7 separate regions of the Mus musculus genome follow, and regions 2, 3, 4, 5, 6 and 7 are each linked to region 1. The links are chromatin contacts, called in public Hi-C, HiChIP or PLAC-seq and promoter capture Hi-C maps. All regions are on one chromosome and are shown on one strand. The core of a region is the stretch at or near the end of the contact, and the rest is flanking DNA. Distances in the headings are between cores, read along the strand shown.

Evidence for each region. Promoter capture Hi-C pulls out the DNA fragments that hold promoters and counts their contacts. HiChIP or PLAC-seq counts read pairs in DNA pulled down with a chosen protein or histone mark. A called contact is a pair of places that touch in the nucleus more often than the background predicts.
Region 2: a promoter capture Hi-C map of embryonic stem cells shows a contact between it and region 1, with 3 times the contacts expected there. The contact joins the promoter of C2cd4a here to the promoter of Tpm1 in region 1. A contact is called at or near these places in 4 of 39 promoter capture datasets (embryonic stem cells, erythroid cells, hippocampal neurons and 1 more), 4 of 115 datasets of contacts at active chromatin or transcription factors (bone marrow-derived macrophages, craniofacial prominence, embryonic forebrain and 1 more) and 1 of 9 other capture datasets (macrophages).
Region 3: a contact with region 1 is called in a Hi-C map of the N1E-115 cell line, with 2.7 times the contacts expected there. The contact joins the enhancer-like site here to the promoter of Tpm1 in region 1. A contact is called at or near these places in 2 of 484 Hi-C or Micro-C datasets (CD4 T cells and the N1E-115 cell line) and 3 of 115 datasets of contacts at active chromatin or transcription factors (bone marrow-derived macrophages, large pre-B cells and memory CD8 T cells).
Region 4: a RAD21 HiChIP or PLAC-seq map of pro-B cells shows a contact between it and region 1, with 5 times the contacts expected there. The contact joins the enhancer-like site here to the promoter of Tpm1 in region 1. A contact is called at or near these places in 1 of 39 promoter capture datasets (embryonic stem cells), 1 of 15 datasets of contacts at CTCF or cohesin (pro-B cells), 4 of 484 Hi-C or Micro-C datasets (the Ba/F3 cell line, the G1E-ER4 cell line and embryonic stem cells), 8 of 115 datasets of contacts at active chromatin or transcription factors (the 230-238 cell line, the SCID.adh cell line, T-cell acute lymphoblastic leukemia and 4 more) and 1 of 9 other capture datasets (embryonic stem cells).
Region 5: an H3K27ac HiChIP or PLAC-seq map of embryonic stem cells shows a contact between it and region 1, with 3 times the contacts expected there. The contact joins the promoter of C2cd4b here to the promoter of Tpm1 in region 1. A contact is called at or near these places in 2 of 39 promoter capture datasets (the HPC-7 cell line and embryonic stem cells), 1 of 484 Hi-C or Micro-C datasets (embryonic stem cells) and 8 of 115 datasets of contacts at active chromatin or transcription factors (astrocytes, embryonic basal ganglia, embryonic forebrain and 4 more).
Region 6: an H3K4me3 HiChIP or PLAC-seq map of forebrain shows a contact between it and region 1, with 4 times the contacts expected there. The contact joins the enhancer-like site here to the promoter of Tpm1 in region 1. A contact is called at or near these places in 4 of 39 promoter capture datasets (the 3T3-L1 cell line, cranial neural crest, embryonic stem cells and 1 more) and 7 of 115 datasets of contacts at active chromatin or transcription factors (embryonic basal ganglia, embryonic forebrain, embryonic hindbrain and 3 more).
Region 7: a contact with region 1 is called in an H3K4me3 HiChIP or PLAC-seq map of embryonic stem cells, with 3 times the contacts expected there. The contact joins the enhancer-like site here to the promoter of Tpm1 in region 1. A contact is called at or near these places in 2 of 39 promoter capture datasets (cranial neural crest and maxillary cranial neural crest), 3 of 484 Hi-C or Micro-C datasets (embryonic stem cells, forebrain and stem cell-derived neural progenitor cells) and 11 of 115 datasets of contacts at active chromatin or transcription factors (craniofacial prominence, differentiating embryonic stem cells, embryonic basal ganglia and 6 more).

The regions. Positions count from the first base shown.
Region 1 is chr9:67,047,031-67,050,892 of GRCm38.p6, forward strand. It overlaps Tpm1 (tropomyosin 1, alpha), which reads right to left and starts at 2,183. Exons shown (of 10, transcript NM_001164248.1): 1 at 1,989-2,183; 2 at 756-881. The coding sequence starts at 2,102.
Region 2 is chr9:67,830,311-67,834,172 of GRCm38.p6, forward strand. It overlaps C2cd4a (C2 calcium-dependent domain containing 4A), which reads right to left and starts at 2,020. Exons shown (of 2, transcript NM_001163143.1): 1 at 1,940-2,020; 2 at 222-1,492. The coding sequence starts at 1,449. The coding sequence ends at 445.
Region 3 is chr9:66,293,335-66,297,196 of GRCm38.p6, forward strand. No RefSeq gene overlaps it. Among named protein-coding and RNA genes, the nearest start is that of Gm39364, 5.7 kb to the right of the region's middle. Within about 2 kb of position 1,722, at least 83 of the 459 cell types and tissues checked have an H3K27ac peak or open chromatin away from gene starts, as enhancers often do. A contact at or near this core is called in the N1E-115 cell line and memory CD8 T cells, where this site is marked.
Region 4 is chr9:67,797,475-67,801,336 of GRCm38.p6, forward strand. No RefSeq gene overlaps it. Among named protein-coding and RNA genes, the nearest start is that of C2cd4a, 33 kb to the right of the region's middle. Within about 2 kb of position 1,952, at least 37 of the 459 cell types and tissues checked have an H3K27ac peak or open chromatin away from gene starts, as enhancers often do. A contact at or near this core is called in pro-B cells and trophoblast stem cells, where this site is marked.
Region 5 is chr9:67,757,268-67,761,129 of GRCm38.p6, forward strand. C2cd4b (C2 calcium-dependent domain containing 4B) reads left to right here and starts at 2,170. Exons shown (of 2, transcript NM_001081314.2): 1 at 2,170-2,249; 2 at 2,417-3,666. The coding sequence starts at 2,457. The coding sequence ends at 3,479. It overlaps M5C1000I18Rik (RIKEN cDNA M5C1000I18 gene), which reads right to left and starts at 2,963. Exons shown (of 2, transcript NR_153961.1): 1 at 1,881-2,963; 2 at 1,446-1,776.
Region 6 is chr9:67,697,901-67,701,762 of GRCm38.p6, forward strand. No RefSeq gene overlaps it. Among named protein-coding and RNA genes, the nearest start is that of Gm30936, 5.6 kb to the left of the region's middle. Within about 2 kb of position 2,146, at least 37 of the 459 cell types and tissues checked have an H3K27ac peak or open chromatin away from gene starts, as enhancers often do. A contact at or near this core is called in forebrain, where this site is marked.
Region 7 is chr9:67,615,732-67,619,593 of GRCm38.p6, forward strand. It overlaps a transcript of Tln2 not described here. Among named protein-coding and RNA genes, the nearest start is that of Tln2, 58 kb to the left of the region's middle. Within about 2 kb of position 1,705, at least 44 of the 459 cell types and tissues checked have an H3K27ac peak or open chromatin away from gene starts, as enhancers often do. A contact at or near this core is called in craniofacial prominence and embryonic stem cells, where this site is marked.

The DNA of each region.
Region 1 (3,862 bases), core at 933-3,432:
GGAGAGGGTGCTTAGCAGAACTGGAACTGTGTCTATCACCCCCCTGGAAGCACGTCTGTGGTGGTTGTCAGAGGGCTGACAGGTGGGGGCGGGGCGGGCAGGGGGCAGCCAGCTCGCTATGCCATATAAAGCACTGAGCTATATATAACTCCCTGCGTACTTTCTGGATCTAGTGCTTCAGACTGCAGACCCAAGCAAGTATCACCTTCCCTGGGCAGGTCTTAAGGCTTGTCTAGTGAGAAAAAGAGCCTCAAAGTGTCACAGTAGCCCTCAAATTTAGCGTCTGAAGTAAAAGGATGAGTCCATTTAAAGGCCAGGCTCTGTGGACTTACTCAGACTAGGTCCATCAGCGAAAACCACCGGGGGCTGGGGGCGCGGCAAACACTAGGTATTCTGTTTTGCACAGACCTTGGTGATGACATACACCTCAGAGGTTTTATACCAGCAGGAGGCGAAGTTCACCTCCAGCTTCACCCTTTTCAGCTCCCAGCTTCGTACCCACCCACCTCCAACCAAAGGGGAGGAGGTAAAGAAGAGGAAAAAGAGAAAAAGGGAAAGGACGGAATAAAAATGAAACGTGAGCAGCAGTAGAGGCGGCATCCAGTGCTCTGGGCCACGGCCAGGCTGTGTGCAGGTGTCCCTGCAGGAGGAGGTTCGCCCTCTTCCTTTGCTCTGCAGCCCCTGTGGTGGCCCCCCGCCCCCCAGAGTGGCCACACGGACAGGAGGTGAGGGAGGCAGTGTGAGCGTGCACTTACATCTGTGGCCTTTTTCTCCGCCAGCTCCAGTTTCTCCTGGGCATCTTTGAGAGCCTCGGAGTATTTGTCCAGTTCATCTTCAGTGCCCTTGAGTTTCTTTTGCAGTGACACCAGCTCATCTTCCAGCTGGGAGTTGGCAGTGGAGTACGGGGAGGGGGGAAGGGGGAGGGGGTGGGGTGCGGCAGGCAGCGTGATCCCGCAAGGTGCGGGTTGAGGGTGCATAGACCATAAAGGACAGGGACAGCGGGAGAGAGAGAGAGAGGGAAAGACAGGGAGGGAGAGAGAAAGAGAAAGAGTTAGCCATTCGTGTGCAGTGCCTCGCCGCGCGCCCGGGGTACCTTGGCGGCGGTCTCGTCGGCAGCCAGGAGGCTGTCCTCCGCCTTGTGCAGCTCCTCTAGCACCCGGTCCCGCTCGTCCTCCGACGCCCGCAGCAGCTTCTCTTTCGCTGCGATGTCCTCCTCGAGCTGGGGTAGCGGCGAGCGGGCGCGGGCGGCCGGCATGGACCGGGTGGGAGACACATAACAAATGGGTGCCAGGTTGGCTGGAGCCCTGGGGCTAAGGGATCGCTGCTTTGGGGCTCAAGGGACCCTAAGATATCTCTCCCAGAGATCTCACTCAGTGACTCATCTCGCACACCACCCCCCAACCCGGGACCACACGCTCCGGCCGGCCGAGGACAGCAAGCTCAGGTTCTCAATTTGAGGGACTGCCGAAACATGTCCTTGTTTGGCTAGCTTTCCGTGTGTCTCCCATTCTGTCCCATCTTTGTTCTTAGGAAATAATTCAGTGACTCCCTCCTCTTCCCTTCAAAGTCTTCATCCCGTGTTGAGGGATCTTTCTCCCCAACCAAAAAGTCCAAAGAACTTCGGACACCTTAGGACTTGAGCCTTGCTCCGCTCCCCCACCCTTCCCTCCAGGCAACCCGGGAACTTGTATCCTTTCTCTCTTCCTCTTTCAAAACTGATTCCCAACCCTAAGAGTCAAGAGCCTCTCTAGGGAAGAAGCTCAGTGGACCTCGCAGACCGTGGGAGTCAGAGAAGGGCCACGAGCGTCCTCGGACGAGACAGAAAAGTTAGAATCAGTCTAACTCTCGCGCTTCTCCTTTTCTTTTTTAAACGTGCGCCCCTGGACACCCTGGCTGGGGATGGGATGAGGAAAGGGAGCCAGTTCGGGTCCCGGGGCTGAGCGACCCACGCTAAGCTGGGGCATTGGAGGTTGGGGATAAATGCAGACCTGCTTGCTCCGGTCTTCCGCCGCCTTCTTATCAGCCTCCGCTTGCTCAGCTCGATCCAAGGCGTTCTCTTTGTCGAGCTTCAGCATCTGCATCTTCTTCTTGATGGCGTCCATGGTGGCGGTGGCGAGGGGCCCTTAGGCAGCGGAGCGAGAGGAGACGCGAGCGCGGTGGGGTAGCAGAGCCGGAGTGCGAGCGCGGAGCTGCCTGCTGCTCCCTGATATGTACTTTCCCAGGGGGGCGACCGCATTCCTTAGGACAGCCAATACTTTTTTGGAAAAGCTTGTTCCTCCTTCCCCCTTTCCCAGTCTCCTGCCTCCGCCCCGTGCCCCCTCCTCGCTCCTCCCGCGGGGGCCCGCACGCCCATTCGCTGCCGCCTGCCGGCCTCCCAGTTGACGGTGGATATGACTATATATGGGGACCCGAGCCTCCGAGGCCGCGGCCGGGCGAGGCCGTCCTATTTCTAAACCTGCACGCCTGGGAAAGAGCGCCGGGACCTCGCTGGAGAGGAGCCCGGCACTGGGCGAGAGTCTCTAGCCACCTCTCAGAGCCATCGTCTGGCGGTCAAGGTCCCCAGAAGAGCCTGCCCGGAACCACCCGGAATAGGGCAGGTGGTGTGTGCGCACCGGCTCACTCTGCCTCCAGGTCCTGGGGTGCTGCTCATTGTAAGGTCCGGGGGCTGCCAGTCACGGCCACTGCCCCTCCCCTCTGGGCCTGGGAGCTCTCGGTACCCAGCTGGGTCCTTGTGGCAGCACTCAGCCCACTCACCAGTTGTCGTCCTGGGCTCTCACGGTCTGGACATTTCAACCAGAGCAGAGAAATAGAGGTGGAGGAAGGTTTGAGGGCCATTCCTGAGACCCTGTCTCTCTGCCCCTGATAGTGGACATAGTGACACACAGGCAGTCTCGAGTCTTTTCACCAAACTGGGGGTGGGTAGTAAAATACTTTAGGGACTTAAGGCCCAAAAGTGCCTGCGCTGTGCTTTGGAAAGGGCAGAGGGAGTGTGTCAGTGTGTAGCGGTCTAGGCGTTTTTCTTCCCTGTGGGAGTCAGTGGTGTGAGTGTGAGTGTGTGTGTGTGTGTGTGTGTGTGTCTGGTCTTTAGTCATCGGCAGCTGTGATTTGTAACAGCTTCAATGCTGTAGCTTCCCTCCATTTATTCATTTGCATGTTTTACTAGAGTCGGTTACTTATTTGGGGGGCGGGGTCATGGAGGTGCATTCGTGCTTTGGTGGACTGTAGAGGTCAGAGAGCAACTCTTTAAGAATCCAACACAGGGGGCTGGTGAGATGGCTCAGTGGGTAAGAGCACCCGACTGCTCTTCCAAAGGTCCGAAGTTCAAATCCCAGCAACCACATGGTGGCTCACAACCACCCGTAATGAGATCTGATGCCCTCTTCTGGAGTGTCTGAAGACAGCTACAGTGTACTTGCATATAATAAATAAATAAATCTAAAAAAAAAAAAAAAAAAAAAAAAAAAAAAAAAAAAAAAAAAAAAAAAAAGAATCCAACACAGGTCTTTGTGCTTGATAGCAAGCTCCTTTACCTGCTGAGCCATCTTGTTAGTCCAGTTTCCTTGCTTGGATCCTTACAGGGAGTTGTCTCTCTCTGTAAGGCATTTGGATGCTGGTGCTGAAAACATGGTACAAATTAGCTAAGGAAATGGTTCTATCTGTAGCCTGATCTCTGCAGAGGGAAAGGGGCCAGCCAGCTCAGCACTGAAGACAAGAGGATTGTCCCTCCGTATCGCTTTAAGTTTACCTCAAGCCAGTCCCCAAGGAGGAGAGATGCCTGATCTTTTCCAGTTCAGTGAGGCTTCAGGAGGGGAGAACCTTCCTGATGGCCAGCTGAGACAGGGTTGTGAGGGTCTTGTGACCA
Region 2 (3,862 bases), core at 770-3,269, 780 kb after region 1:
AAAACGAGGCTGGTCTGACATCGACAGTAACTATTTTCCAGTTGGAATGTGTGAACAGATTAAATACAATTGCTGCCTACAGTGGGGAACACTGCTCAACACTACCCCATTGCACAACAGAAATTTCAAGGTGTCTGCCCACACAAAAAGAAGCGACGTATATTACTATAATAATTTAGGATTAGCTCTGCCAGAATTGGACTGAAACAAAGCCCTGGCTAGAAAAATGAACACATGTTTATTTTGTACAAATGGCTGTCAGTCATTGTCCAAGAGCCAAGAGGCTGAGAGTGTGCCAGGACCAAAACCTAAGAGTGTCTCAGGGCCAAGAAGCTGCAAGTGTTCCAGGACCAAGAGGAGGCTACAAGTGTCTCTGGGCCAAGAGTCTCTGTGCATCTCATGGCCAAGCGACCTTAGGTGTCCAGGGCTCCAGGGAAGCCGCGCTCATAGCAGTAGCAGAGAGCCCAGCAGCAGCTCGCCCTGGCCCAGCCGCCGTCCCTTGCTCTCCGCCTTGATGCGCACGGCCAGGCGGCGCAGCTGCTCCTCCGGGAGCCGGTCAAAGCAGCAGTCCTGGTCCAGGGCGGCCTTGCGGCTGCGGCGGACCACACTGGCACGCTGCTGGCCCGACGGCCTCAGCACCAGGCTGAGGCGGCAGCCCAGGGCGCGGGGTTCCAGCGCGGCGGCCGGGCCCTCAGCGCGCAGCAGGCGGAGGCGGAGGCAGGCGCTGCGCGGACAGTATTCGGCCGCCAGGCGCAGCGTGCAACCCCCGCGGCCCAGAGCCACGCTGGCTTCAGCTTGCAGGCGCTCGGGATCCGGGCTGCTGGGGACCGGGGGCGCGCAGGAGGCGGCGCGCTCGTGCTCGTCGCCGCGGCACGGGGGGCGCGCGCTGGCCAGACGTCGAGGGGCTCGAAGTGCGCGGCTCAGCAGCTTGCCCGGGGAGCGTAGGAGGCGGCGTCTGCTGGGAGCAGGAGTGGGCGTCGGGACCCGGGCAGCGTCTGGGTCGCCCGGGGCAGGGCGCGGAGCGTCCGGGACTCGGCGGGGGCTCGCGTAGGTGTGCGTGCGGTGGCGAAGCCCAGGCCGGCGGACCGGGACACCTGGGTGGCCGAGGAAGAGCGACTCCTTTCGGCGCGTGTGCGGGCTCTCGAGCAGCGCGCAGAAGCCGTAAGCGGTGCGCGCGCGGGGTAGGTGCGGCAGCGAGAGCGCAGCCTGGGAGCGCGGGTCCCAGTCTGTGCGGCCCGCGCCGTCGTCGGCCTCCGTGTCTGCAGCCCAGGCTTCGCGCAGCGCAGCCCAGGCCGTGCTAGGTTCCAGCCTCGGCGGGATGAAGAACTCTGGGATGCGGTCTGGAGTGAGCACGTTTGCGCACGCAGCGGATGAGCGAGCTTTGGAGCGGTGGACGCGCCCCGGGAGAAACCCATCTCGGTCCCGCAAGAGCCGCTCCAGACACCACATCTGGCCGCTAGTGTCTGAACCCTGTGATCCTGTTCCAGGCTGCCTGCAACACATAAACACATACCAGTCAGAGACAGTCTGGAGGAAAGCAGGAATTTCTGTCTCTTTTCTTTGACATCGTCCTGTCCTGAGCCTTACAAGACAAAATGCATCCCTCACCACAATTACAAACTGTTTTTACAGATTGAAAAACAATCGTATATCGCCCACCCTGTCTCTAGTCAGATGCCAGGTAGATTTGCAGTTTGCTTCAGTCTTTTCCGTCCTACCTCTTTACCTTTGTCTTCTAACTTGCGCCTCTGTCCCTAGTTCCAAGAGGCGCTTTGCTTTGATCATTTGTGCACTCATTTCCTGAAACCTTAAGTGTCTAGTACACTCTAGTTCTGCGCGAGAACACACACACACACCCCAGAAATGGTTTCTCCTTCTAGAGAGCTTCGGGCCACCTGGGTCTAACACCCAGGAGGGAACTGGATTCCCATTCATATACCTGGTATTCAGAGTCAGATGGTTTTCCAACCCGGAGAAACGCGGAGAAATTCAAAAGAGCGCGGCAGAGTTGATTCCTGATGTTCCAGGATAGCTGGTCCGGGCTTTTATACGAGCTGTCACGCTGCTGCTTGGTAACCTGACGCCTGGCCCTCCCAGGTCCCTCTGCCACGTGGATGGATTTGCTGAGCTGATCCTGCAGCTAGTTCTGCTGTGGTTGGAGCTGTTCTCTAAAACCCTGAACGAGTTTGTTTCCTCACATGGAAAACAAGATTTAGTGTGGACCATGTCGCAGTCCTTGTGAGGACGGATGGGCAAAATGAACGTGAGTGCACAGAAGCACTCTGCACGCACCATTGGAAAGAAGCCAGAAATCGGGTTTGTCTTACCCAAATGGCCGTTCCCATCTCCCACCTTCTTGCTGCCAGCATTGCCTTTTTTTTTTTTTTTTTTTTTTAACTTTCTGCTTTCTGTTCTGATTTTAGAGGTCATTTCTCTGTTGATTTTAAATCACTCTTGGGTGGTGGTGGGGGTTATGGGGTTCCGGAAACGTTACATATTTGTCTTGGGTGGGGTTACAGGGGTGTATTCCTATGTAAAGAAATCATCCAGTGTACACTTAAGATATATATTTTAAAATAAAAAAAACCACAGCCTTCTTAAGCAGGATGCTAATTTTTAACTAGGGATTCAATTATACTCCACACATCCAGCCACTGGTATCGTCCCTTTGGAAACACACACTAGCCATATCTGACCTTTGCACACTGTGTCTATCTGAGACCTCCATCCTTTCTCTTGAAAACTGGTGTTTATCCTTTAAGAGAGTTGCTTGCAGCTCGAGTGGAAAGAGATTCCGAAACATCTGGATCAGAGTATGGACATAGGGTATTTCTGAGTAGCTGCCTTGCAAATTAATGGCCTCTTCAAGCAGTGTTGAATGAGTTAGTCAACTTTAGGCAAGTGGGGGGGGGAGGTTCTGTTTGGGGCATGTCCTGTGTGTGTTTTGCATACAGAACATACAGGTAATGTGCTATAAAGTTGTCACAGAAACCTTAGGAAATTTGGATTATCCATGTTTTATAAACAAACACCTCCCCCCAGCACTTCAGATGTTAAATAACTTACCCATTGTCACTAAGGAAGGAAATGAAAGGAATGCCCATTAATGAGTAGTAAATGCATTATTAGGGGAGTAATATATATTGTTACGCAACGTGAATGGAACATAGCAAATGTTAAAGACACAAGCAGTGAGTTCTGCTGTTCTAGTGTTCTGTGGCATCAGTTTGGTTACTTTCAATGAGAGTGGGAACAGTGGCAGAAATTAAGAACACTGGCTTTGAATTCACGGCAGACAGGTATCTTACTATGAGCAGCTTATTATGAGCAGGTTACTGAGTGTTTCTGAGCCTTGGTATCCAACGTAAAGACCACAATAATACACAGTGTGGGTTTGCCCTTGGATAACATATGCAATGCAAATGAACACTTTAGCATAGGACCAGATGTGCATAATGTTAGCTGTTCTGTCCGCTGTCAGTACTTTAAACACTCCTTAGATCATTCATGTGTTTAAAGCAGAATTTATATACTGCTTCCTGGGTTCTGTCATGATAGATCCATGAATCCAGGCTGTCCCAGACCCAGTCAGCTTATGTTCAACTCTTAGAAGAAAAAGGAAATGGTAAAGTTGAAATATTTGAATTTCATCTAGCCAGGGAGGTAGTAAAGAAGAAAAAATGTAAAACTATTTTATTTTTAATATGTGTATGCACATGAGGGCACATGTGCGCGCGCGCGCACACACACACACACACACACTCATGCACGTGCCTGCACCCAGAGGCCAGAAGAGGGCGACGAATTCCCAGGAGCTGAAGTCCCGGTTGTGAGCTGTCTCCCAGGGGTGCTGGGAACCTAA
Region 3 (3,862 bases), core at 472-2,971, 750 kb before region 1:
TGAGATCTCTCTGCCTTCTTGAAGAAGGGCTATTTCTTGGGCTATGAAACAGAGACCAGACAGGGCTATTGCTTGAGCTATGAAGCAGGACCTAGAGCACAGTGCTAGCTGCCAATCCCTGAACATAGCCAGGTGAAGACCTCTGTCCCATCTATTTCAGGTCACTGACCTTGAGTTCAAGCCCCAGTTGAGAAAGATGGTTAGAATGACGACACCATTTGCCCAAGCCAGTCTCAGATAAGCCAGTGGGTGCTCTAACCCAGACTCCAGCTCTGATCTTGGTTAAGGCATCCAGAATGCTGCCTGGGCCTCTAGGCGCCATCTTGGGACTGCTGCCACACCCACTCCTCACAGTTTGTATTATATAATTTGTAGATTCTATGCATATTTAGTTTATATATTACTCTATATTTTACAAATGATTACATGACACGTGTTATGACTCAATAGAAAACACATAATACATGTACACAGACTGAGTACTCCTTACCTAAAATACTAGAGGCCTGGCCAGGGAGATGGCTCAGTCAGTAAAGACACCTAAGGCTTGTACACCACAATGTCTTGTTAATGTGGGGCTGGGAATGGGACCCAGGCCTCATTTATGCTGGGCAAGCACTTTACCAGGTCTCTTTCACTGAGTCTTTGAGCTGGTTGGTTATACAGCAATATGTGTTAATAACTAATAAATATGTGATAAATGCTTAGCAGTAGACAAAAATACAAAGTACAGGTTTTGTGTTTTATAAAAAGAGACAAAGGTATGTTTTGTAGAGCATGGTATGGTGAGGTGGGAGGGGTGCCTTGGAGGGCCCATGCTGAGACATCCCCCCCCCCCCCCCCCAGGTACCAGCCACACGATGGTTATGGTATAGAATTTAGTTCGAATTTAGTTTAGGTATAGTTATTTAGGTCATGAGAAGGGGAATTGAGAAGGGAGTAGAGACAGAGAGAGAGAGAGAGAGAGAGAGAGAGAGAGAGAGAGAGAGTGTCTTAGCCAGGAACACAGGAGAGGGAAGGGGGGGAGTCAGAGAGAGAAGAGGCAGAGAGAATAAGAAAGTAAGAGAGAGAGGAGCAGCCAAACAGCTCCTTTTATAGGAAGCCAGACTTACCTAATTGTTGCCAGGCAACTGTTGGGCGGAGCCTAGAAGGAATGCTAACAACAGGTCTTCTTTCTTTCTTTCTTTCTTTCTCTCTCTCTCTCTCTCTCTCTCTCTCTCTCTCTCTCTCTCTTTCTTCCTTTCTTTCTTTCTTTCCAGACAGGGTTTCTTTGTGTAGCCCTGGCTATCCTGGACCTCGCTTTGTAGACCAGGCTGGCCTCGAACTCAGAAATCCACCTGCCTCTGCCTCCCAAGTGCTGGGATTACAGGCATGTGCCACCACCGCCCGTCTAACAACAGGTTTTCAAAAGAGAAAAATAGAACAAATTAGACCTATCACCTAGAATAAGCAGTGTTAACAATGTATGACTCCTGGCAGTTTCTATAGCCCATGGTAAAGGGGTCTATTACATATACCTTTTAGAATTTTATTTTCATACCAACACGCTGTGAAAGCATCTTCCTAAGCCTGTGAGTATTTTCAGCAGTGCCTTCTCACCCCTCCCGACAACCCCAGAAAGCAGGTTCAGAGAGGCAACCTGATTAGATCAAGGTCACACCTCTGGGGACCCACAGAGTCCTGTGTGACTCTGAGCTCAGCACTCTTTCCATCGAGCCAGCTCTCTCCAGGGCCTCATTAGCATTCCTGTCATCTGCCATAGTCTGCTCTTCCTCAACCAGAACAAAGCAGGACCTTCCTCTTATCTGAAGGAGAGCACCAGGGTTCTGTTTCCTCTGCTCACTTGATGCTGAGAAGTGCCTCACTCCAGGGCGCTGGGCCAGCTCGAGCTGTAAGTGACAGGAGATCTGGCTTCTGCCTGGAGTGGAGGGGGGCAAGAGATAAACAGCTGCCCAACACTCTGCTTCTGTCTGTCTGTCTCTGTCTGTGTGTATTTACTTCTCTTTTTGTCTCTATCTCTCCTCTCTGCCTTCTCTCTTACACCCCTCCTCCTTCCTCCCCTCCCCTCCCCCTCCCCTTCCCTCCTCTCCCTTCCTCTCCTCTTCCCCTTCTCTCTGGTTTCTCTGTTTCTTCCCCCTCCCCGGGTCTTTCTCTAAGTCTATGTATCTTTCCCCTCCCTCCTTAACCTTCTTCCTCTCTCTCTCTTTCCCTTCCTCCTCTTTCCCCTCCTCCTCTTCCTCCTCTTCTTTCTCCTCCTCCTCTCCCCCATCACCCCTGATGCAGACTGTTTGCTAAGCAAGTACTCTACCACCTAGCTATACCCCAGCCTGGGATGTATTTTCTGAGCTCTGTTTCCAGAGCTGTCAGTGCACATCCTTGTCAGCAGGGATGGATCACAGAGTGATTTCCATTCCTGTGGAAAACCTAGCCTAGGAGCTTCTAGCAGTAACCTGAGCTGCCTATGAGACAGGCTGCTTTCCCAGCTGCAAACAGCCCTGCGAAATGACTCCATGGAGGTTGGAGAAAGGAGCACACCGTGACCAGATTAGCCACTGTGGTTATTCACCTGAGCAAAAGGCCAGGATTCAATGAAAGATGACCTCTGCCTTCCAGGAGTCAGAACACTATGGTTTTCTCATCTGTGGGATGGGAAACCCATTAAGCCCTCTCTTTTCTCACAACACAGGGCTGCTGTGAGGATAGTGCTGAAGTAAACAGGCAAGGCCTGCGGAATGAGGAAAGGTTGATACGTTTTGTATTGTAACAGCATGCTGTGGTGTCGCGCCCGCTCTCAACCAACAAGAACGATGCGACCACCAGTCCTTCTAACAGCAGTTTATTCAGTCTTCATCTTTCTTCTTTCTCTTCATCAGTACCTTTCCCCAGCTGAAGAGTTCTGAATCCACGCCGGATCCTTCTCAACAGTCTGTTTTACGGGAACACTTTATTAACCGCTCCTTCCCAGTGATGCAGTTCTGAATCCTCCCTGTAGCAGGGGGTCTTCGCTCGTGCCTGAAGATGTTTCTTTTCCCGGGTTTTCAGCACCACTTCTTGCGCGCGCTCAACAGGCCAGGAAGAACGACGCTGCTACAGGATCCTTCTGCACACATTTATTCAGTCCTGTTTCTTCTTTCTCCATATATCTCCCTTGTTTATATCTCCCTTGTTTATATATCTCCCTTGTTTTTATATCTCCCTTGTTTTTATATCTTCCCTTGTTTTTATATCTCTCCCTTGTTTATATCTCTCCCGAACCCTGGGCCTCTCACTCTTTTATACTCTCAGTTCACATCCACGTACAGCAGGCCACGCCACCTCACCAGGCACGCAGCTTCAGCTAATCAGGGCAGCAGGGGCAAATCTCCACCAAATTGGATTCACCTGTATCCTGGTACACCTGCGCAGCACTCAAGATGTTTGTGTCTTATATGAGGAAGTCAGGTGCAAGTCATATGACTTAGCTGCAGTCTCTGGCGCCTTTGGGACTGCCGCCACACCCGCTCCCCACACTGTGGTGGGATGGGTGCCTCAGTGGGCCCATTTTGAGGCATCCCCCCACCCTCAAGGTGTCAGCCATACAATGAGTCTAGTATAAAATGAAGTTTATTTGGGACCTGGAAAGGGGATCTGGGGAAGGGAGTAGAGGCAGAGAAAGACAGAGAGGGCCGAGAAAGGGGTCAGAGAAGGGCAGAGAGAAAGAGAGGAAAAGAGGCCAGCTGGGAACACGTTGGGAGAGAGAGAGATGATGGAGGGAGAGTGAGTGAGGAGAGAGGGGATGGAGGATCCTTTATGTGTGAACCAGGCTCCTAACTGGCTGTTGCTAGGAAACTGTTGGGCAGAGCCTAGAGGAACCGCTAACACA
Region 4 (3,862 bases), core at 702-3,201, 750 kb after region 1:
TGGTGGTGTTAATAACGGTGGGAACTTTTGCTTGTTGTTGAAGAAGCAGACATCCTCTGCCCTCCATACCTCAGAAGATCAAGAAGTCAGCTCGATCTGACTCATAAGAATATTTCATGATCTGAGGCTTCAAAGAGGTCTTGGAACTCAGGAGTTTTCTTCTGAGACATCAAAAGTTTGTAGTCTGATGGGGCAAGGTGTGCTTCCCAGTGGAGGAATCCCAGACATTGTAACAAAAGTTGTTAAAAATAGGGCTGGGAGCTGGAATTGTTGTTCACACCTTTAATCCTAGCACGTGGGGGCTGAAGGCAGAGGGGGATAGATGTGGATCTCTGTGAGCCTTCTTCAGAGCAATTTCCAGACCAGCCAGGGCTACATAGTGAGTGAGGCCCTATCTCAAACAAAAACAAACCAAAACCCAGACTAAAGCCAAACAAAACAAAAAACAAGGAGGGGGTATGTAGTTCAGGTGATAAGAGTGTCCACCTCTAATGTCCAAGGTCATTGCTTCAAAGCCTAGCATCCCATTAATCGTACACGGTAATGCACAAGCGTAATTCCTGAATTGGAGAAGTAGAGGCAGAAATACTAGAAGTTTGAGATCATTTTCAACCATGTAGTGAGTTCAAGGCCTGTCTAGTCTGCATAAAATCCTGTATCAAAGAAGGAGGAGGAGGAGGAGGAGGAGGAGGAGGAGGAAGAGGAGGAGGAGGAGACAGTGGGCCTGCAGGCTGTCATTTGCCTATTCCATTTCCATATTACAGGCACGTTATTTCTAAACATTAATTTATTACTTCACCTGCTGTTTTGTTTTTATGCCCCCTTAAACTTTGCATCTAACACAAGTGCCTTTCTTGATCCCCATTTGGTCCCAGCTCTGAGACACTTCTTTAAAAAATGTTATTTTAAGCCAGGCAGTGGTGGCGCATACCTCTAATTCCAGCACTCGGGAGACAGAGGCAGGCAAATTTCTGAGTTCAAGGCCAGCCTGGTCTACAGAGTGAATTCCAGGTCAGCCAGGGCTACACAGAGAAACCCTGTCTTGAAAAACCAAAAAAAAAAAAAAAAAAATGTTTTTTAAATTTACTCTTTGAGAATTTCCTTTCTCCCCTTCCACTCCTTCCATGCTCCTGCCCACAAAGAAGTCGCTCTCCCACTTTTATGACTCCCTTTTCTCCTTCTTTTTCTTCTTTTCTCCTTTCACTAACCTACTGAGTCCAGTTAGTATAATCTGTCTGTACATGGGGATACACGTAAGCAACCAATCAGGGGCCCCAGCCCTGAAGGAGACCGATCCTCCCTTACCCCCGCCACCCTCGACTGCCAGTGACTCTGAGCTAAGGATGTGTGGATGGTTATATGCATGGGAGCCAGAAGACAACTCTGCAAGTTGGTTCTCTCCTTCCACTGTGGGTTCCCGGGAGCCAACTCAGGTCTTCGGGCTGGCACGACGAATACCTGTACCTGTGGCGCCGGCTCCAGCGTCAGCTGGGTAGTTATTCTAAGCTTTATGAAAACTTTTAACGCGTTTGGCTAGAGTGTTGCTCTTTCCTCAGAATGAATGAAAGTGAGAATGAGGAAGAGTCCCTGGATCCCAAGCAAGCTGTTAGGGACAGGAGTGACACGATTCCTCAGTGCTGATCCTTCCACCCTGAGGGACCTGTTTCTGGAAATATCTCCCAAATCTAGCCGTTTTACGTTCAGCAGGAGATCTGTAATCCACAGTTACTCCGGGCCATGTGGATAGACCTCTGTACAGCAGGACCCGTGTGGCTGGATTCACTGCACAGCTGATTAAATATTTGAGCTACTCATTTTACAATGTGACTTCACTAAGTGCCTGCCTACCTATCCCACCAAAGCCATTGGTGATTAGATGGCTCAGAAATGGCCCCAGAATGCAACGACACATCCTTTCTTAGCTCAAAATAGAAAACTCAGCAAAGCTCCCCGGAGGGCTGTAAATAGAGCTGTCAGGGGTATGTGATGAGTCAGCCAGAAACAAGGCCATGTCTGAGGGAGTCCTTCGCGGCTGCTCAAATGTCCCCATTGACACACGGTCATAAAGAATCGGTTCGAAGGTGTGTTCTGGTGGTAAAACTAAATGAATGCAGCCAAGGTTGGGCTTCACATTTATGTTAGGCTCTTAGAGAACAATCATTTCCTTTTGAGTTCTATGTGGCTGCCCAACTTCCTCTGACGTCACTGACTGAGGCTCACTTCCTTCTAAACACATTAAAAAAACACCTAATGACTTGAAATTTTCCACACATATGGGATTTATTCAGTTATAATTAATTAAAAATAATAACTAGCTGGGAACTTGCTTTGCAGCTTAAGATCGCCTCGAATGTCTGATTCTTTCACCTTCACCCCCCCCCCCAGCACTGACATTACAGGTGTGCACCACCCCTCTCAGCTGTATGTGATGCTGGAGTCAGACCCAGGTTTTTATGTACGTCAGGTGAATGCTCTATCAACCGAGCTACTGGAAAGGAGCCACGCGGAATAGGAAATGTCAGGGTTCACTGCATGTTAAGGATCAGGGAATAGTATTGGTAACTTTTAGCTTAGCTTCTTCTTCTTTTGTGTGTGTCCATGTTCATGCATATCTGTTGTGTGGGTGCTCATGCTTGCATGTGTGTGCATATGTGTGTACAGGCCAGAGGTCGACATCAGGTGTCTTCCTCAATTCTTTCATTTTTCAGATGGTGTCTCTCACTGAACTTGGAGCTCACTAATTGGCTGACCTGACTGGGGAGGAAGGAAGCCCTCCGGGATCTTTCTTGTTCCATCTGTGTCGCATCCCCCACCCCCACCCCCATGCTGCCCAGGACCCGTGTTAAGGTATTATATACTGCAGCCAGCTTCGTGTGTGTCTCTTGAGATCCAAACTCCGAGCCTCACACTGAGGTGAGCACTTTACCCACTGTGCCCCTCCCTCACACCTGCTTTGCTTTCATGCATGAAATGCACTATGGTGCAAATGTGTCCCTTATAGTGGGACAATGTAAAGAAAGCAGAAAACCCCCCAGGCCTGAGGACACTCGTGTTTTTAGGGCAGCTTCACAGGTTTTAGTGAAGATTAAATGTCATGACTCACTTTGGAAAAACAGTCTTGATGGTTTTGGATGCCAGCTCATTCTGACAAGGTAGATGGTTTTGTACTCCATACAACCTGTCCCATGGTGAGCTGTACTCTCCCTTCATTAGCATCTAAAATTTTCAGTTGGCCTGTCTGTTCACACCACTGAAACGCACATCACTCTAGACCCATTTTCTTTTCCGTATACACCATTATTGGAAGAATGACAGCGGGGACGGAGAAGATGCACAGCTCCTCCCAGCTGTGGAAGGCAGATAACAAGAGCAGACCACTCGCTTGCCTCTGTAATGAGAAGCAACCATGTCCTCAGGAGCAGGGCTTCCTAAGCTTTTCCATCCTTTTCTCTGAGAAGTTTTGATAAGCCCCTGGCCCTATGAGTCTACAGAGTAAGTTAGTCATTTACTGATAATAAATAACGAGTTCATTTCAAACATTCCCTTGGTATAAATGCAATTTCACCGTTTATTAACGATGAGGGAGAGTTGCATGCCAATGAGTTCATGTGCTTATTCATGTTTACATGAAGAACTAAGTCCTGACTGAATATTTGATGCTGTGGGGCACAGAGCGTCTTCAGTGTTTGTCTGATAATTTGCATGCATGCTTTTTTATTGCATGTATGGAAAGCACGTGTGCATCTACGTGTATTTCGCATGTGTGTGGGTTTAGGTGTCTCTGTGTGTGTGCTCATGAATGTGAAGGTCCAAGGTTGATGCTAGGAACCATCCACTATCACTCTTCTGCCTATTCTTGAAG
Region 5 (3,862 bases), core at 920-3,419, 710 kb after region 1:
CTATTAGGCAAGAAAAAGCTGCCAATCAAAATTTCCAAAGTATCATGAGAAATATAACAGCGGTCTATAGACTGCTTGGCGGGAGGGAGACGAACTGCAGACAGGGAATTAGGTCATGGAAAGCTTAAAGAAACCACTGGAAAAACCAGACTCCAAAGGATGATTACTGATGCCTGGTCACCCAGAAGGGGGGAGTGGATGGTGGCTGACAACCTGGTGATTTTTTTTTTTTTTTTTTTTTTTTTTTTTACTATTCTAGGGAGCCAGCTTTTCTGATTCCCCTTAGTCCCGAGCTTTGTCTCAGCAAATAGAACCCTTCCTCCTGAAGGAGGTCCCATGTACTTTGCATCATCTACCAATAGATTCCATCCTTAAGCCGAGTATACATCCTTACTCCTTAGCCCCTAGCCAGGAGCACTGGTCAGCAGTCAACAGAACCCATTCCTATCGTAAAGGTCACAGGCGCTTTCCTACTTTGCTAGGGAGTTCCTATGTCACTATGCCTAAAGCTTTGTTCTAAATGTCACCCGGAAACCTTTCTCCAACATTTTACTGTATTTAAAACGTAAGATAAAAATCAACCCTGGGGTCAAACTCTTCCACTTTCAAAGGTGGTGCTGACTCAAGTTTCAGTCTTTTTCTTGCATGGATCTTTCCCCTGCCCCTCTTGAGGCTTGCAGGGTCCCAACAGTTCCTGTCAGGGCTGATGCATACAGAAAGTTAAAAGTCAGCTGTGTCTGGTGGCCTCTGCCGGTATTTCCAGCACTCAGGAAGGACTGCAAGTTCAAAGCCTGCCTGGGTTACACTGAATTCAAGGACAGCCTGGGCACCTTAGCAAGGACCTCTCTCAAAATAACTCAGTAGGTCTGGGGATGTGATTCAGTAGCAGTATTTGTTTGCTGTGTGTGAGTCCTGGGGGTCATTCATAATTTCCCACCCCCTTAGAAGACACAAAACAAAGAAGAGGCATTTCAGCCCCGGGAAGTAGCACATGGCAGACACAGAGCAGATCTCCATACTAAGAGGCTCTCTTTAGCCTTCGTGGAGCTTCCCCAAACCCTCATTTCATCTTTCTTTTATTATTATTATTGTTATTACTTTGGTTTTTTGAGACAGGGTTTCTCTGTATAGCCCTGGCTGTCCTGGAACTCACTTTGTAGACCAGGCTGGCCTTGAACTCAGAAATCCACCTGCCTCTGCCTCCCGAGTGCTGGGATTAAAGGCATGCGCCACCATGCCGGCCTCATTTCATCTTTATCTCAGAAAATAAGAGTGTCTTTGGATTAACTGTAAGGTCCCCCTGTCTATCCCCACCGACCTCCACTTCCCCATCACCCCAACCCCCTGCCTCTGGATAGGTTTGGCTAGGGCAGAAAGAAAAGGGTAATTTTGGAAAATCAAGTATTTTTAGGGATCTGCCCAAAATCTCCCCCCAAGTCATTCATAGGATTTTGCACTTTATTTATTTACCCAAATCACCAGTACTTAGGGCATCAGGTAGCCCAGACCATGGTGATATCAAGGACAGTCCAGCAGAGGGAGACAGAGGCTAACTAAGCTGCTGACCCGGGACTTAGTCAGTATCTACGATTTTTGAATTAAAGTGAATGCAACCACTTTACTCCAACCTTTTAGTCCAGTGTCGAATCCAAGCAGTCTGGATATGTTAAACGTAGGCGGACTAATGCGTTTTCAATTTCGCAAAACGTTCTGCACATAACCCCATCCTAAACGGACATGCCAAGTTTAGTCTGTGCTTGGAAACAGGTATGCATCCTGAAAAATAGAACCCAGGGGAGCTTATGAGTCAGGTGCCCAGTGGAAGGATCGGATTTACTTAGTTGCTAAATTCAACTTCACGTTTCTTCCTCCTTCCTCACCTTCTCTGAGAGGCCACAAACACTTTGAACTACCAAATTCTCTTTCGCATGGTGACAGGATGCCCTTTACTCATCTGTAAATGGCGCTCCAGCAAAGGGACAGCCAATGTAAGTCCCAGAGCCAGCTCCTGCGACACCTATACAGCTAGCAGCTGGAGATTTAGTGGGAAGGGACGGCTGAAAGGCGGGTTCGGTCTGTTACCTCTTCGGATTGGCCTCTTGGAGCCTGGGCGTGACTTCCACTAAGGTATAAGTTTGGAGCGCCACTGTCACAGCTGCAGTGCTGAAGGTGGAGCCCTAGCTGTGAACTACACGTCACCTGCTTCGTTCCTGCGACTAGTCGGACCCAGCGAGACTGAAGAAGAAAAGGTCTGATTTCTATATATTCATGTATATAGTTTGTTACCATGAGGATGCTCCAAAGGTTGATTCGTGCTGACCCGGAGCCCTAGATTTGTGGGTACTTCCAGAGGGTCAAAGAAGGGATCCACTGGACTTCAGGAGCCCAAATTCAACAGTTTTTCTCTGTGTTGCAGACGCTCGTGTATCCGCCACGCTCGGGCATAAGCTAGAAGGATGAAGCTTCTCGGTCGACTTCGCTCCTCCACTCCTGAGCCTGCCTTCTCCAACGTGCTCACCCCGGGCCGCATCCCAGAGTTCTGCATCCCCCCGCGGCTGCAGGTCCCCGGCGCTCTCGAATCACCGCTTCCCGCTGCCGCACTGCCTTGGCGCTGCGCGGCCGAACCGGACCTGTGGCCGCGCATCCCTGACGACCGCGAAGACAGTGACGAAGACTGCGCGGGTCGCACCGACTGGGACCCGCGCTCCCAGGCTGCGCTCTCGCTGCCGCACCTGCCCCGCGCGCGCACCGTTTACGGCTTCTGCGCGCTGCTCGAGAGCCCGCACACGCGCCGGAAGGAGTCGCTCTTCCTCGGCCACCCCGGCACCCCCAGGCTGGGACTTTGCCACCGTGCGCACACCTACGCGAGTCCGCGCCGAGCATCGGACTCTGAGCTCGGCGCCCCGCGCGACCTGGACAAAACCCCACCAGCCGCTCCAGTGCCCCGTATGCGCCGCCTCCTCCGCGCCCCCGATGGTCTGTTGAGCCGCGCGCTGCGGGCTCCCCGCGGCCGGGCCAGCGCGCGCCCCGCGCCCCGCGGCGACGAGCACGAGCGCGCCGCTTCCTGCGCGCCCCCGGTCCCCAGCAGCCCGGATCCCGAGCGCCTGCAAGCTGAAGCCAGCGTGGCTCTGGGCCGCGGGGGTTGCACGCTGCGCCTGGCGGCCGAGTACTGTCCGCGCAGCGCCTGCCTCCGCCTCCGCCTGCTGCGCGCTGAGGGCCCGGCCGCCGCGCTGGAGCCCCGCGCCCTGGGCTGCCGCCTCAGCCTGGTGCTGAGGCCGTCGGGCCAGCAGCGCGCCAGTGTGGTCCGCCGCAGCCGCAAGGCCGCCCTGGACCAGGACTGCTGCTTCGATCGGCTCCCGGAGGAGCAGCTGCGCCGCCTGGCCGTGCGCATCAAGGCGGAGAGCAAGGGCCGCGGGCTGGAGCGCGGACGACCGCTGGGCCAGGGCGAGCTGCTGCTGGGCTCTCTGCTACTGCTATGAGCGCGGCTTCCCTGGTGCTCTGGACATTTAAGGTTGAGTCGCCTTGAGATGCACAGAGACTCTTGGCCCTCAGATACTCAAGGCCTCTTGACAGTGGCTTATCCCCGGGACACACACAACAGCCTTTTGGCTCTGGTGCACTTTCCCTTTTGTACAAAATAAAAGTTATTTATTTTTCTATCTATAATCTTGCAGCATTGATGTTTTTTCACTTTTCTGATCGCTTTTTGGAAGCAAAAGGAAAAGTAATGCCCCCCCCCCCGTCTATTTACAGTATCTGCTCCTTTTCCAGACCATTTTAATAGTAAAAAGGGAAAACCAACAACGTAAAGAACGTATTTACCCCAGAGTGGAAGAATAAGAACAGAAGCACACTCACATGC
Region 6 (3,862 bases), core at 896-3,395, 650 kb after region 1:
CTACTTGAAAAGGTCCCTGGCCTCTGTGTTGTTATCACCATAATCCACCAAGCCCAGAACCAGTCAGGATGTAGCTCTGCTGCTCAACTGCTCAACTATTGACTGTAGACAGTAAGAAAATAAAGGTAGACACTCTACCTAGGCTGGGCAATACAATGGGCTGGCTCATTCAAGCACTAAGACACTGGAGGGGGAAGCAAGCCAACTCAAAAGCATGGAGCCATTTATGGAGGAGGGGATGCCCACAGAAGGGGGGGGCATTTTAAAGTAAAGAGGAAATTCTCCAGCTTTTAGTGGCAACCTGGAAGCACTCCCAGGCAGCAGTAAGGTCCTGCAAAAAAACATCAAAAAGTGACTGAGCCTGTCAGCAAAGGAAACCAACTAGCTGATCAAGCAGCCAAGAGGAGACTGGCAACAAGTCAAACTCCTTTATAAGCCTGGAACCAGCCCTCAGGGTCCCACTTGCACCAGAATTTGCCCCTTTCTCTACAATACTCCAGGGAAAAAGACCAATGAGCTGAGGATGAAGGTGGGACTAAGGTAACGAGGGCCTGGCGGGAGCTATCACACCAGAAGCCCATTTTTTTTCTGACATGGTATGACCTACTGCCATGAAACAACTCACTTCAGGCTCCATCTGTTGAAACCCAAACCCAAACTACCCACCCTCATCCTGACTCAAATCAAAGCAGGTTCAGCATCTAGACCCTCTCCTGCACCACACCCTAAACACGACTCAGTGCTTCCTCAGTGAGTCTATTATTTCATACCTGAGCATTCCCCCATGCCCCAGAGTGCCAAGATCAGTGCTGTATGGGTGGCGTGTACACAAAATAACACCAGCCAAGGGCCTGGGTCTGACCCTGGGGTTCAGGCAATGGGAATGGCTCCTCTCAAAGATACAGAGGTAGGCTTCACTGATGTTGAGCCTTGTAGAGGCTTCAGAGAGATAGCTTTTGGTGTCAGTGTGAACCTAGTCAGTTGGGCTTGAGGCCTGTCCCAGGAGCACTGAGAGGGCATGACACCTGACCAAGGCTCTGCCCAGAGAGAAAAACGCACAGATAAGACAGTCCCTCACCATCAGGTCTGGCAACGGGCCTGTATTTGTGTCAGCAATAGTTCATATCCTGACCAAGACTTTAGAGGTAGACCATTTGCTAAGCACCACACTGTTTATAGATAGGCCTTAAAGTTCAGGCATAGTTGAGCATGTGAACTGGACCCTCAAGACCATTTTAGCTGAGCCTTGGCAGGAAATTCAGTTGGGTTATGTTAGCCCAAGCCCTGTTCTGAACCCAATGTGCTTGGAACCCCTCAGGTTCTTCGTCTTTTGAGATTCTATAGGACTGATTTTATTGGTGTTGGAACAGGAAGGAGATCCCTGGCATGTAGCTGGCCTGGAGATGTCCTGATACTTCCAGGCCTTAGGAAAAATCCTCTATTACATCACTTTGGTGACCCGAGAAAGGACCCTGATTCTCTTAGGAAATTGGTCACACACCTACTGGCCAGGAAGCAAAAGTCCCAGCAAAAATACATTGGAAAAAAGAACCCTCTCCAATCCCTTTGAAAAGGTCCTCGTGGTGATTCTGACTACTTCCACTGCTGTTAATGTCACGGGCATCACTCTATGAATCCATTACCCTTGGGTTAATAGAGCAGCAGCATTCCTTGAATAGCAGGAGACTCAGATTGTGAAAGTCCACAACCTCTCTGGGTCACTTTCTATAAGCAAAGGGGCCCATCTAAGATCTTCACCAATGCTTTGACCACTGCAGAGATCCACTAATCTATGCCATAAGCTTGATCAATTTCTTCAGCCTTTCTCCAGCTGCAAATCTGGCAGTCATCTTGATCTACTCATGACGTAAACCTTGGCATTAAAAAGAAGGACGCTTGGGAATTAGGCCACGATACCATCATGTTCCTACCACTGAGACTTGCGGTAATAGTAACCATTTTCTGTAGGACTGGCTGCAGCAGCTCCCAGTAACTGCAACCAGACACAAAAGATTGTCCTAACCACGCTTAAAGAAAAATTCAGCCCGCCCACTTCCCTTTCTCTGCCCAGCGGTCGCAACCTCTCGGGCTGTGACGGGAGCGGGGAGAGGAGGAGCCCGCAGGCTGGCCGCCATCTCGGGACGATGCGATGCCCGCAACCCCATCGCGCCCGGAGCCGGCTCCCGGCCGACAGCAGGCCCACGGGCCGGTGACGTGTGAGCGGGAGCGGCGGGCGCGCTGCTGGGCCCGCGATGTCACCATTGTTCAGCTGGGTGGCCAAGAACTATGTTACACTATGCTTGTGTGCATGGCCATCCGGATGTAGTTGCCCTTCTAATAGAGCGGAATTGTGACATTGATCTCCACGACAGTGACAACAGCACAGCACTAATTAAGGCTTCACAGTATGAGCGTGAAGAATGTATGGCCATGTTATTAGAACACGGTGCTGATCAAAATGCTATGGATAGTAGTGGGAACACAGCACTGCACTATGCTGTTTGGCATAACAACATGTCAATGGCAGCCAAACTGCTGGCCCATCATGCTGACATCACTATAAGGAATGAGGATAGCTTCACACCACTTAAACTGGCTCAATTAAAAAACCATGACAACCTGGCAAAACTTTTAGAAAACAAGGAAGAAAAGATAGAGGACGCTGATGAATTAGATAGGTCTTCAAAGAAAACTTCCGATGAAAAGGAAGAGATCAAAGAACAAAGAAATCTTGTGTTTGTCAAACATAGAACAAGGAAATCTTATAGTTGACCTTAACAAACTAATATCACCATCTGAGGGAAACTTAGAGGACTGTGAGATGATCAGTTTCGACTCTACTTTGCATCTTATTGAACAGCTCAGGAGGCAGAGCAAAGATTCGGGCAGCCTTGTGCAAATCTTGTTTGCAGTTTCTTCATTTAATAAAAGATCACTAGAAATTAAAAACACAATTGTGAACTAGTCACAGAAGAAAATGAAAGTTTAAGAAATGATATTATTGCATTACAAAAAGAAAGGTCTCAAATAGAGTTTGAAAAGACTAAGTTGCGAGCAATATACAACGCAATATGAGGCTCACAGCTGAAAATTCGGACTTAAAAGCTGCAAGAAAACTCCAAGCAAAAGAGAATGAACAGCTTCCAAGAACCCCGTCTGAAAAGTTGAACCATTCACTGACACAGAGTTTGGATGAAATGAAAAGGAGAAATAGTGAACTAGAAAAAGAAATAGCCAGGTTTGAGAATCTGTGCACAATGTTGGAGGAAGACTCAGATGCACATAAACATGGAGAGTTTTCAGATTCCAGTGCTTCAAGTACAAGTACAACTCTCTCTGAAAATGATATGATATTTAAACTAAGAGAGGAGCTTGAAGGTATCGAAACAAAATTACAACAAGCACAACCCCACTGGAAATGCCTGAAAGATGAAAATAATGCCCTGCAGCAGAAGTTAGCAGAGATGGTAGCAGCCCAGGAGAAGTGTGAGATGCTAGAGTGCAAAATACAGCAGCATGAAGAGCAAATACTCAGCCTCAAAACCCATATGGACCAGAACATGGTAGAGTGCAGCAAGGTAGAAAAGCACAGGAAAGCCATTGAAAGGCAACACAGGTGTCAAGTAATGGAAGAAACAAACAAAGTGAATCGATTATTACAGGTGACTACAGTCATCTGCCATGTGCTGTAATTAACTCCACCTCAAATTTCATTTTCAATGGATTGTGTGTAGGATTGTATGTGCTTCTTCTGTGTTTCATGGCAACTTCTGTTGTAGATTTTTGGAAAAAGAAGCCATCCACTTTTATTGATAATCATCTTAGATTTGATTATTAGTGCAAAAAGAATTCATCTTTCAGA
Region 7 (3,862 bases), core at 455-2,954, 570 kb after region 1:
AATATTTAATACAGCATAAATTATAGGTAAATAGTTAACAGTTGTTACACTGCATGGCTTAGGGAAAATGGACCTATACCAGATGATAATATTTTTCAAACACTTCCACCCCCGAGGCTGAGACTCATGTAGCCCAGGCTGTCCCTGAACTCCTGGTCCTCCTGCCTCTACACCTTCTAAGTGCTGGGATTATAGATGTGCACCACCATGTCTGTTGTTATTGTTATTGTTTCATTCTCAAATATTTTGATCTGCAATTGGTAAACTATCACGGCTAAAGAACACACGGGACCAACTAATCTAAGATGATTTAATTTCTCAGCAAATAATACATATTTCTGCAAATACTTCATGTGACCCAGGAAAAAAAAGTGATGGTCTGGTGGCACAACCAACAACACCTGGAGAGACACAAACTTCTGCTCACAAGGCAGCTGCCTGGAGCCCAGCCTCCTGAGGCCATCTCCCTTGCCCCTGCAATGGAATGCTCTAGTCTTTTAGCAGCAAGCTTTGGGGACCATCAACGCAATGGAGGCCTTGATTCCTACATAGTGCAGAAAAACAAATGAATATACACACAAAACTTTTTTTAACCAAGTCAGTGCACAGTATGTTGCTTAACAATGTGTCAAAACTGTTGGCATTTAGTCTAGGCTCCGCCCCATAGTTACCTGGCAACAGGCAGGTATGCCTGACTCACTATAAAAGGGGATGCCTGCCCCTTCCTCCTCCCTCTCTTGCCCTTGCTCCCTCACCCTCTTCCCCCTCTTTCTCTCTCAGCAAGCTCATGGCTGGCCTCTACTCTTCCCCTCCCCTCCTCTCTTCCTCTCTTTTTGCCTTTCTCTCAACTCCCCTCCCCATGCCCTGAATAACCTCTATTCTATACTTTACTGACCTGTGGCTGGTACCTCAGAGGGGGAAGGGATACCTCAGCATGGGCCCACAGAGGCATCCCCTTCCTCCACACCATACCTCACCTCCACCAAACATCTCCCTTATCTTTTTACAAAACACAACAACAGTTTACATACATAACTGGCATTTAATAACAGAAAAGGTCGCATTCTCCAGACTTCCACTGGGAGCCTTCAGATCCCCTACTCAAGCTAAAAGAATCCCTCTCAAGTTCAGATTTCCTAGGTATCCTTGAGTCACATGTGGACCTCGCTAGCCTCCAACCCCCTGGTGTAGCTTCTGAGTAGACACGCACCACCATACCCTGCTTATACGATACTAGGGATCAAACTCAGGGCTTGATCCACACGAGACAAGCACTTTACCAACTGAGCCGGCAGCCCCAGCTCCTGCATTTTAATGTTTAAAGCCTAATACCCACCTGTACCTGTGGACCTTGGAAACAGCCTATCAGTCGGTTCCCAACTTTGAAAACAAACATCCTGTCACTTCCAGGACAGAGGTCTCCATTGTCCTATGCACCCCCAGGCCACTCCAGCCAGTGCCTGAGGCAAAGAAAAACACAGCCTGATAGCATCCCCAACAATAGGAATTCGGGGTTTGTTTTTTTTTTCCTTCCCTGATCTTTAGCCCTGTGCACAAAGGTGGACTAGCAAATAAAACCAGCAGATTAAAATATTCTATTTCACAGGGGGGTAAAAAAAAAAGTCTTCACTGAGTTAGCTCTAAAGGGAGGAGGGGCCAGGCTAGTACATCTGGATCCAATCACTGAGATTTTACATTCTTGGTATCTTCCATCCCAGACGAAGGCGGAAGAGCACAAGGAACTGTTGCACACGGGACTAATTACCATCTCTGGTTCCTGATCAGACTTGTCCCTAACTTGAAATGTGACCTTGAGCGGGGCCTGACCTCACAAGAGCTCAGTTTTCTGAGCATATTCCAGGCCAGGGCGCCAGGGCTAATGAGTAACATGATTCAAGTGTTGATGAATTTATAATGGCCTTCCCATTTCCACTTGATTGTATCTGCAAAGCCTTGGAATCTCCTGAGGAGACGGAGGACGGATGGTTCATCTCTGGCTGGCACTCTGGCTCCCTGTCCTCTTCCCAGCCTGGCTGTCCCTCCACTTGCCTGGCTCAGCCTCTCAGAGCAGAGGCTGAGAGGAGAAATGGTCCCCCAGGAGAGCTTCCCAAATTGGCACTGAGCTCCCACGACCAATGTCCCGCACAGCAGGCCTCTGGCTCCTCAATACATTTCTAATTGTCTTTTCGGAAAAGCGCATAGATACTTATTTGGTGCCATTTGGCAAGTGTCTCCCAGGATAATTCCTCTGACATCGTGCTGGAGAATGGGGATTTAAAAGTCTGGAGAAACATTAGAAAACGGGTACCCTGGCTAATCCTGTCCTTGGATAGGAATAAAACAGCGCTTTCAGGGACTCTGATAGGATGCAAACCCCCAAGGAGCTCCTGAGATCCAAATCAGCTGACTTTTACATTACATTGAAGCCTTTTCCCCCTCAGCAAGAAGGCAGCTGAACAGTCAATGGATACTAAGGAAGACAGGATACTGGGGTGGCCCCAGCCAAGCAAAGGCGCTCTTACTCCCAGCCACCATTCTTCCAGGAACAACCCTGACAGGAAGGCAGTGAGACAGAGATGATGGGAGATGGTGAAAATGATGCACAGATGGAAATGAGAATAGATGGAATGCGATGGGAATGGTACTGATGGGGATGGAGATGGGAATGGGGAGAGGGAGGGGGGCGAGGATGGGGATGATGGGGATAAAGATGAATTTAGGGAAGGGGAAGAGATGATATGAGGATGGGGATGAAGACAGGGGAAGAGAAGGGAGGGAGATGGATCTTAAGAGTCAATAACCAACCAACCACAAGGTCAGGACTGAGCAGAACAGAAACTGAGTCTACACCTCTAGCCCCCACCATCCCTTTCAGGTGTTCAGAATGGGGCTCATCACACAGATCACCTCCCGCCCCTCATCCTAATGTGAAATGCTGACAGGTGTCCCTGCCTTCCAGGCAAGCCTCCCCTAAGTTGCCGCTGTGCCAAGTTCACCTCAGCTTCTGATTACATGGTGTGTCCTGCATCCGTAGATATAGGTGGAACCCGAGTTCCTCAACACTGAGTTCCGGGGTGGTGTTGATGTTACCAGGACACTGATCAACCCTGAAGAGTAAGGACAGAGCCTCATAATACAACCCTAGTAGGAATCACATGGAGTAAGCATTAAGGACATCTGACGAGCCAAGAGTGATGGATTGGATCAGTACCAATGTGAGTTACACAAGCAGGCTTGTTTTGATCCCTTCCCATCTGCATTTAAAGGTCCCTCACTGGAGAGGGCCAGGGTCTGCTTTACATTTTTCATTTTAGTTAACTAAAGTTTTATCTTTTTTTTGGGGGGGGGGGGGCAGCCTCACGTAGCCCAGGCTGGCCTCAAACAGACTGTATAACTGGGAATGGCCTTGAACTCTCCCACTTCCACGTGAGTACAGAAGCAAGCATATGACATCATGCTGGAGCACAAAGCCAGGGCTTCTTGCATGCTAGGCAAGCACCTTACCAACTGAGCTACACTTCCAGCCCCCTCAGTTAACTCAAATGCTAATTAATCCCCTTTGCCGTGGGGGCCCCACAGAGCATATTAGGAAAATGAACTAATCTTCAGGTTGCCTGATCCTGGCACCCCTGGGAAACAATCCTCTGTCAGGACCTAGAGAAGGACTGACTGTTCAGTAACACATTATTAAATGACCAGAGACTGTAGCTGAGCCTTGTGGATGAAAACCTCACCTCAGACCTCAACCTCCTTAACCAAGGAGCAAAACCAACTAGCACGGCCCTCAAACACATCTCCTTGATGTTCCTAACATAGTCCAAACTAGAGGAGAAAAAGAAAAGACACCAACTTCCTGGTATAT